Regions from separate parts of the Mus musculus genome. Here all the other regions are linked to region 2. Evidence: chromatin contacts called from public Hi-C and promoter capture Hi-C data. All regions are on one chromosome and are shown on one strand. The core of a region is the stretch at or near the end of the contact, and the rest is flanking DNA. Distances in the headings are between cores, read along the strand shown. Region 1 has its middle 15 kb from the start of Gm31977. Region 2 has its middle 5.1 kb from the start of Gm41019. Region 3 holds the start of Dmgdh (dimethylglycine dehydrogenase precursor).

Evidence for each region. Promoter capture Hi-C pulls out the DNA fragments that hold promoters and counts their contacts. Hi-C and Micro-C count contacts between places; a contact is called where the count stands out from the background.
Region 1: a contact with region 2 is called in a Hi-C map of uterus, with 4 times the contacts expected there. The contact joins two enhancer-like sites. A contact is called at or near these places in 1 of 39 promoter capture datasets (cranial neural crest), 1 of 15 datasets of contacts at CTCF or cohesin (large pre-B cells), 19 of 484 Hi-C or Micro-C datasets (the C2C12 cell line, the G1E-ER4 cell line, the HL-1 cell line and 12 more), 1 of 115 datasets of contacts at active chromatin or transcription factors (epiblast stem cells) and 1 of 9 other capture datasets (embryonic stem cells).
Region 3: a contact with region 2 is called in a promoter capture Hi-C map of hippocampal neurons, with 3 times the contacts expected there. The contact joins the promoter of Dmgdh here to the enhancer-like site in region 2. A contact is called at or near these places in 8 of 39 promoter capture datasets (the 3T3-L1 cell line, the C10 cell line, HPC-7-derived erythroid cells and 5 more) and 1 of 9 other capture datasets (embryonic stem cells).

What each region holds. Positions count from the first base shown.
Region 1 is chr13:93,612,108-93,614,807 of GRCm38.p6, reverse strand. No RefSeq gene overlaps it. Among named protein-coding and RNA genes, the nearest start is that of Gm31977, 15 kb to the right of the region's middle. Within about 2 kb of position 1,372, at least 31 of the 459 cell types and tissues checked have an H3K27ac peak or open chromatin away from gene starts, as enhancers often do. A contact at or near this core is called in uterus, where this site is marked.
Region 2 is chr13:92,999,376-93,002,075 of GRCm38.p6, reverse strand. No RefSeq gene overlaps it. Among named protein-coding and RNA genes, the nearest start is that of Gm41019, 5.1 kb to the left of the region's middle. Within about 2 kb of position 1,320, at least 49 of the 459 cell types and tissues checked have an H3K27ac peak or open chromatin away from gene starts, as enhancers often do. A contact at or near this core is called in hippocampal neurons and uterus, where this site is marked.
Region 3 is chr13:93,673,041-93,675,740 of GRCm38.p6, reverse strand. It overlaps Dmgdh (dimethylglycine dehydrogenase precursor), which reads right to left and starts at 1,305. Exons shown (of 16, transcript NM_028772.3): 1 at 1,209-1,305. The coding sequence starts at 1,294. It overlaps Bhmt2 (betaine-homocysteine methyltransferase 2), which reads left to right and starts at 1,439. Exons shown (of 8, transcript NM_022884.2): 1 at 1,439-1,503. The coding sequence starts at 1,471.

The sequences.
Region 1 (2,700 bases), core at 123-2,622, 610 kb before region 2:
AGATAAATTACTCTGGGACTGAATACTCCACAGTCCAATGAGGAAGTGACTGGCTACTTTCCCAGCATTCATGCCACCTTTGCTCCAGTGGAGTGGGGGAGGGGGGCTGACCTTGCCAGGCCAGTCATTTGTATGCTCCTGCCTTTGCCCCCCCCCCCCCCCCCCCCCCGCTCCATACCCAACAACGTCCTGGCAGCACTTACTGCACTCAGTGGATGTTAAAAAGACGGCATGAAGTTGAGAGACGGGGATATGGGAGGAGCTGGGAGGGAGTGGACTGTGCATACAATTTTCAAACAATAAAAAAGACAAATGAGACATGAGGCTGTTTTGATTCCACTTGACTCGTTGTGGCTCTGTAATTCTAGTCCTGTACAAAATATCTACACCTCAATTTCTCCAGCTATAAAAAATAGCAGCACTGTTTACTTCATTGGAATGCTAGAATATTAAAACAGATAATGTGTTTGAAGTTGGAAAAAAAAAAAAACAAACTTGTAGAATTTTTTAGCAGTTAATTCCCTGCTCCCAGAATACAGAGCTAATGCATTTAGAGCCCAACCTGGTTTTCTTTGCCAACTGCTATCTTCTATCTCTCTTACATTCTCAAAGCAAGCTCAGTATTTTTCCATCTTAGATGATAGAAAGGCTACTGGACTTCCAGATGTCTTACTCTGAAAAATGTATTTCCCTTTAATATCCTTTCCAGAACTTTATTACAGCACAGAATATCATAGCCTTTCATCATTTTTCTATCCTTTGATTTAAAAAATGTCATCAGAAGGAACGACGATGGTTAAGCTATTCTTGAACTGTATATCAACACTGGCTCCTAGTGGTGGGCTTCTCCATCTGACTTTAAAAAATATATACTCAGTCTCTCCTCCAAGCGCATATTGCTCCCAGAACTCATTAAAAGAGAAGGCTCATTTAAGGCCTAAGAGTTTATTTGAGTTAAGTATAAAGATTTTTTTTTTTTTCGAGATAGGGTTTCTCTGTATAGCCCTGGCTGTCCTGGAACTCACTCTGTAGACCAGGCTGGCCTCGAACTCAGAAATCTGCCTGCCTCTTCCTCCCAAGTGCTGGGATTAAAGGTGTGTGCCACCACCACCCGGCTAAAGATTTTTTTTTTAATTAGGAATTTTCTTCATTTACATTTCCAATGCTATCCCAAAAGTCCCCCATACCTTCCCCCCCCACACACACTTCCCTACCCACCCACTCCCACTTCTTGGACTTGGCGTTCCCCTGTACTGAGGCACATAAAGTTTGCAAGACCAAGGGGCCTCTCTTTCCAATGTGGAATCAGAGCCCAAGTCCTGACCATCAAAGTCCAAACGCTACCTTTTAAGGGCAGATACTTTTAGGCAAGATGCCAAGTCAGGAAGCGCTCCTTGCTAGTTCAGGGCTGCCAAGGAGGATGCGGTGGTTAACTTAGCCTCTTAGGAGAGTGGAGCCAGAACAGATGGTTCCCGAAGCTAAGGAGACATCTTCGACCCGGGGAAATAAAAATCCTTGGAGTTATTCGGATTCGACAGAAACTGAATAAACTTATCAGATTATGGCACTTCTTCAAACTTCAGCAAAAACACATTTGCACAGGACAAAGGCAGCCCCTAGAGAATGAGACCTGGCCTGGAACAAATAAAAAACTTCAGTTCCCAACGTTTCCAGATGGGGGCAGCAGCTCACCAGCAGGGAAGACCTGAAAAGCCCTGGCTTTGCTTTCAAGAGCTATTTCATGGGCATAGATTCATGTTACTTGGCAGAAATGTCTGTATCCCTTTTTGTTTTGGGCAGTTTTTTTCCCCCTAGTCCTAAGACATGTGAATCTTTGGATAACATCCAGGACAGCTAACCCAGCAAGAAAAGCCTTATATGTCTCCAACCAGATTCCCTAGAATTCTCCCCCGCTGTGAGCACACTCACGTGCTTATCAACTTTTCAGATTGTTTTCCCAAATAGCCACCGTTACTGAACAGCATGCCCTCATCCACTCTGGACTTCCCACAAGCTGCCTACCAAAGCAATAAAAAAGGAAAATAGAAGCACCCATGAGCTGCTTCAGGGGTAGGCACGCGCGATCTTGTGTTAAAGAGCTACCGGAGCCGGGCATGGTGGTGCACGCCTTTAATCCCATCACTCAGGAGGCAAAGGCAGGCGGATCTCTGAGTTCGAGGTCAGACTGGTCTACAAAGTGAGTTCCAGGACAGCCAGGGCTACACAGAGAAACCCTGTCTCGAAAAACAAAAAAACAAAACAAAAAGCTACCGGATGAAGAGTCTCAAGTTTCTCAACATCTTCCTAACGAATGTTCAGCCTCTTAAAAACAGCAAAACATCGATGACTTTCAAATGCAAGGATTTGTCACAAAGGCAGTAGGTAGGGCAGGACACCCGCGACACAGGAGAGAAGTAACAGCCACAAATGTTTCTGGTTTCTAAGCACCTGGAGGCACTCTGTTGGCCTTGGAGACTGAAAAAAAGGGAGTAAAAAATGAAGGAGACAGATGTCATCATTGTACTGCTGTGAGCTACAGAAATAGTGCTGACCCAGTGGAACACAACTAAACTGGAGAGAGAGAGAGAGAGAGAGAGAGAGAGAGAAAGAGAGAGGAAAACTAGCCAAACTGTATTTTACTGATAATTATCCTTTTATGATAAGTCAAGGCTGCTTAGGATGATCATGCAAGATTCTTGG
Region 2 (2,700 bases), core at 71-2,570:
CAAACACATGTAAAGATGGGAGAAGAAAATCAACTCTACAAACTTATCCTTTGACCTCTACACTCACACTGTGGTATGCATATGCCTCCCCCCACAATAACAACAGTAGCAACAATAATTATAAGTTAAATAAAGTTTATTTTACATTTTGTAGGTTGAACTTAGGGCTGTGTGCATGCTCTAGTTTATTGTACATCTAAGTGATATAAAATAAAGCTTAAAAAAATCTAAGGTGTTAGACAATATGATAAAAATCAAGTAGATTCTTGGTATTAGCTGCTATGATTTGTGTCAAATTAAGAGACAACAGTGGAGGGGTGTGGAGACATGGCCAGGGAGGTTTTGACCGACCAAGGTTGACTTCACAACCACGCAGACCACTGTGTTTTCAGGAATGTTGTCCAATGGGTTGGATCACTCTAAGGAGCCATGGGCCACGAATCTCAGTTTCCTAAGAGCAAAGTTACTGCAAAGCAGGCAGTTCACCCAGGGGTGATGCACAGCTCACACGCCACCCACATCATTCTGCATTTTCAAGGGGGAGTTCTGAGTTGATTAAAGGTGCGTTCAGCATTCCTTCACGGAGAGATCTACAGGGCTTTGAAGGCCTCCTCCACCTCCTTTTCCCCTCTCCTCTCTCTCTCTTAGGACAGAGCACTTGTGTTTCTCTTCAGTGTCTCAACAGTGTCTTAGAGGACAACCTGCTCTAAGATAAATACACAAATGGAGAGGATAACTAAGTCTGGCAGTGTTTGAAACAAGGCTCTGGCCCATGACTCTCCCTCCATCCCTGACAGGCCCCTCATTTGTGGCCTGCGCAGAATCCACAGGCAGAAATCAGTAACAAACAGCCCTGGCACTGAACAGAGATGTGCATCCAAGCATGTTTATGAGCCGCAGGGAAATTTTCCCTGATAGAGCCTCAAGGGCTGGCCTATGGGTTGGTACAGCTGTCTAATAAAAGACCATCTTTGTAATCAGCGCTCAGTGGAAACGTACCATCTCATTTATAGAAACAGTGAAGCCACCTGCTATTTAAAGGGCCCTCCTCCTCTTCTTCCTCACCCCAGGGCTAAGTTTTCCAGCATACTCCCTCAGCCAGCTGTGTCTTGTCAAAATCCCGGTCAGTGCCCTGGGAAATATGATTCTGACCAACTACCCCATGAGCTATCGCTCTGCTTTTTATACTCTGCCTGGAGTCCAGGAGTAACGGTCTCATACACAAAAAATAGCTTCCATGAAAATGGTCAGCTAGGCAGGAACAAGATGTGCCTGGCGGACTAGGGGGTAATCAGGTCCCCTTCAGAATCACTGCTCGGTGATTCACTCCATGCTGTTCCCACACAGCTCCGGCTGAGTCAGGTTCTGACAGCTGAGAAGGCGGGAAGGGAGAGAGGAAGGGAAGAAAATGTCGCTGTAGAGGCAGGAGCCCAGCAGCTCAGAGTGGAAGGAGAGCTTTGGAAGATGCACAAAGCAGTAAAGAAACTGGGTATAGTGAACCCCAAACTCAAGCCAGCTTGGGGAACGAGTGCTGGTCAAGAACTCTCCGGTTAACTGTGAAAGGAGCCGCAGCCTCCCTGTTTTAACCTCTGAGTTATAAAAAGCTTTCTGCAAGCCATTAGCTCACCTTTTAAAAAGCCATCTCTACTGCTAATGGGGAAGATGGGACCTCTTGGTATCTTCAAGGGCAGCAACTGGAACATGAACCCTAGTTGGACCCTGGAGGGAAATCTCACTTGGCTATCATGCCCAGTCCCTCTCTGCTTGTCTTAAAAGCACAGTGCTGATCCAAGCTCGTTTCTCCTCGACTCATCTGCACCATGGGTCCTGGTTCATGTTTTATGAGCCTTTGTTAATGTTTAAGTGTGCCACACACTCCTATTTATCCTTCAAGTCTCAACGGGAAGCCCCGTCTACCGTCTCCCGTCTCCCGTCTCTGTGAAAGCGCCCTACCTCCTTCCTCACACCCACCTCCCCTCCTCCCTAGCTTCGCTATGTTTAAGGGATCTGTTGTCATGGCCTGCAGCAAGCAGATGGTCCAGGGAAGGCTTCCTTTATGAGTCTGCTTGTTAAGCTGAGCTCTAAAGCTTTTCCCTGTGACAAGATTCAACCCCAATTACTTGCAGATTCTTGAAAGCAAGAAAACAAGCCCTGCTTCACTGTCATACCCACCCCCGGCCACAACAAGGAAGAGAAGGAAGGCGACATAGATAAAAGGAATGTTTAATTTAGGCATGCTAATTTAATTGAGAAGGCTTAGTTTGTATCTGTTTCCCTTTGGCCTGTGGAGAAAGGGGCTTTCTGCAAGTTTGTTTGTTTGAAAATCACTCATAAACATATTTTATTCCATAGATAATACATTCCCTACATGTGCTATAGGGGAAAAGGAAGCTGTTACGATTTATGAAAGAAAACTTGTCAATAGCTAATAGATACCATGCCAGTCTTGTGGAAGTTGGACTCATGGATAAGGTCAAAACCAACCAAGAGATCAATGGTGTAGTCCACTCAATGTTAACCTGGTCTCTAGTTCGTTGGTTATGACACAAAGTTATCAACACCACTTTTACTTGGCCATGACCCACTTCTCGGGCCTATTGCTCTATGTCTGTGGGCTAGGGGACAGCTGCCTGGCCACTGGCCCTGGGAGCATTAGAAAATGGGCGGCCCAGGAAGGAGCCAGTGGGCTGTTATCTGAGG
Region 3 (2,700 bases), core at 56-2,555, 670 kb before region 2:
ACTCTCAATATTTCAGAATATATGCAAATGCCATATGTATATAAGCACTGTCTAGTCAGTTTTATACAAATTAACCCAAGATGCACGCTCTCTATTTCCTTCTGTATCAGATGCAGTGTCCTAATTGTGATGCTTTATAGCTTACAAATCGCTCTTGTGCACTACCTCGCTTGCGTTTGCAGCGCTCCTGTGAGACTGGCCAACATCCTGTATTTGTTGAGAGAAACTGTACTCAACAGGCAGCAGGCAGCTGCTGAGTCCTAAGGGAGCCAGAACTGCAGTTCTGTGGGCCTTGTGTTCCCAGTACCTGGAATAAGCCCACCCACTCACCATAAGCACTATGTCAAAAATCTGCAGTGAAACTGGATTGCAACTCAAAAACTGTTCTTGCAGACCACAGAACGTAAAATGCAGACTGAGTCAGCTCACAATAGTGTTTGTTGAGTTACTCTATGAACAGAAACCTCACCTTGCCACCATGGATGACGTCAGGAATAACGTCAGGACAGGAACTTCAAAGATGCATACAGACAGACACTAAAGGAAAATATCTTCTCACAGGAATGCAATTTGACAATCCTACTCTAGATGCCCAGGAAGACATGGAAAACAAGCACCCACCGCAGGGGCATTCAAATTTCACAGGAACCTTGCTGTCTTTTACTTTCAAATAACCTAACCGTTTCCCTAACAATTTTCTTTTTTTTTAAATTGAAAACAAAAAGAAAAGAAAAAGAAAAAAATGATTTAAAACGAAAACAGACTCCCATATTGTCCAAACATATTTGCATTAAGAATGTCTGATTCACGTTCTCAGCGGTAACAACCAACCAGAAGCAGTCTAAATATTAATGAGTAGACTGCTTCATTATAATATAAAGTATTGATAAAATGAAAAACTATGCAGCCATTAAAAAGAATAAGGCAAATCGATACACCCTGGTATAGAATAATCTCGAGGACATATTAATCATTAAATACAAAACAATGATAACCACCACCAAGACACAGATGCACCAGAGACAAGAAACAGCAGACTCTCCCAGACCTGCACACACTGCCCGCTGGTGACAGGCCAGGGGGCTGGAGTCGGAGAGACAGTTTTACCTGGTAGTTAGCAGGTAATTCCAGGAGAACCCCAGCCCATTCCTGGGAGCCAGAAAGCCTGCCCTGCTCCTCTTCCCACCCGGCAGCCATCGGGTACTCACCCTTCCCGGAGGCCAGCGGAGCTTGGGCGCCTGGGGGAGCCCCGCAGCGCGAGGCCCCGCAGCCGCAGCGCGCCCGGGCGGAGCATGGCGAGGTGGCAGTGGAGCATGGACAGATCCCGGCCTTAGGAGGGAGGTAGAGAGGGTGGAGGTGGGGTGGGGGTTGGGGGAGGGGATGGGTCATCCCACGGAGGGGCGGGCTCCAGCAGCGCAGCGCCTCCAGGACCGGTGCCACCGGGACCCGCGCCTGTACAGCGGCGGCGACATGGCACCAGCTGGAAGCACTCGAGCCAAGAAGGTGAGTGTCAGTCAAGTCGCTTTCTTCCTTTCTTCGAGGAGTTCGAATCCTGCTTCAGCTACTAAACAAAACCTAAGGTCTTAACTTAGCTCAGCAAGGGGGCTGGGCGGTCCAGAGCCTCAGTTTAGATCGCGTGTGGATTAGCATTCCTGGAGCCCTCACCCAGCTCAGAATTTCTGCGTTCCCTGGTATCCCCAGTTAGCGGGTGAAGAAACTGAGGCCCAGGAGAGTCAGGCGACCTGCTCAGAGTCAGTGTTCACAGAAGAGGGATCCTTTTTCTTGCTTAAGGGCACGCAGGCAGCATCCCCAGGGGGTTCGTCTGCCGGTGTTCCTGTCAGTTTCCATGAGTTTGTAAGTGCATCAACCTCCACCTGCGGCTTCACACCTGCCGGGGAAGCAAGGCTACCATGCAGTTCGCAGGGGTGGGTGTGGGGGTCCACTCTGTTGCCTTCAGCAGACACGCGCACTGGCTCTTCCCCATGGCAGCTTCCCACAGCTTTGAGGACTTCTTGTGGCAGCAAGGGACAGTCAAACAACTAGAAAGGTGTGAACTAGGAAAAGGGGCCTCCCAGGACCCCCCACCCCCAACAGCCCACCTGAACACATAATTCAGAGGCCTGGGGTACTGTTGCTTTCTGAATGCTGAGAAACTGGGAACAGAGGTGGCATAGGATAGTGATCTTAGTAAAGCCCAGGGTTCAATCTCTTGCTAAGTTGTTAGTCAGCCATTAACAGCTCCAAGTGAGAGAGGACTGAGAGGTCTCAGATCCACCCTAACTGTGCGACAGTAATTGCCCACACACAGATGGAGAACCAGTCAGGGTCGGAAGAAGAGATGCTCTCTAGTGATAGAAGCTAAAGTGTAGAAAGTGAAATTAATAAAAAGACTTTCTTCTTCTAAATGTGAAGAACACTACTGCTTCCTTCATCTGAGATTCTGTATGGTCATTTTTTTTATAATTCACTTTTAAAAATTAATTTTATTAAATTTATGTGTGCATTTATGTATTGTGTATCTGTATGGGTATGTGCACACTATGATGTGCCTGTAGAGGTCAAAGAACAATCTGCAGATGTAGGTTTGCCTCTTCTAACAAATGGGACCCAGGGATTAAATTCTACTGGGGACTGAACTCAGTTGTAGTATTTGACAGCCCATACCTTTACTCAATAAATCATCTAGTGACCCCTATAATT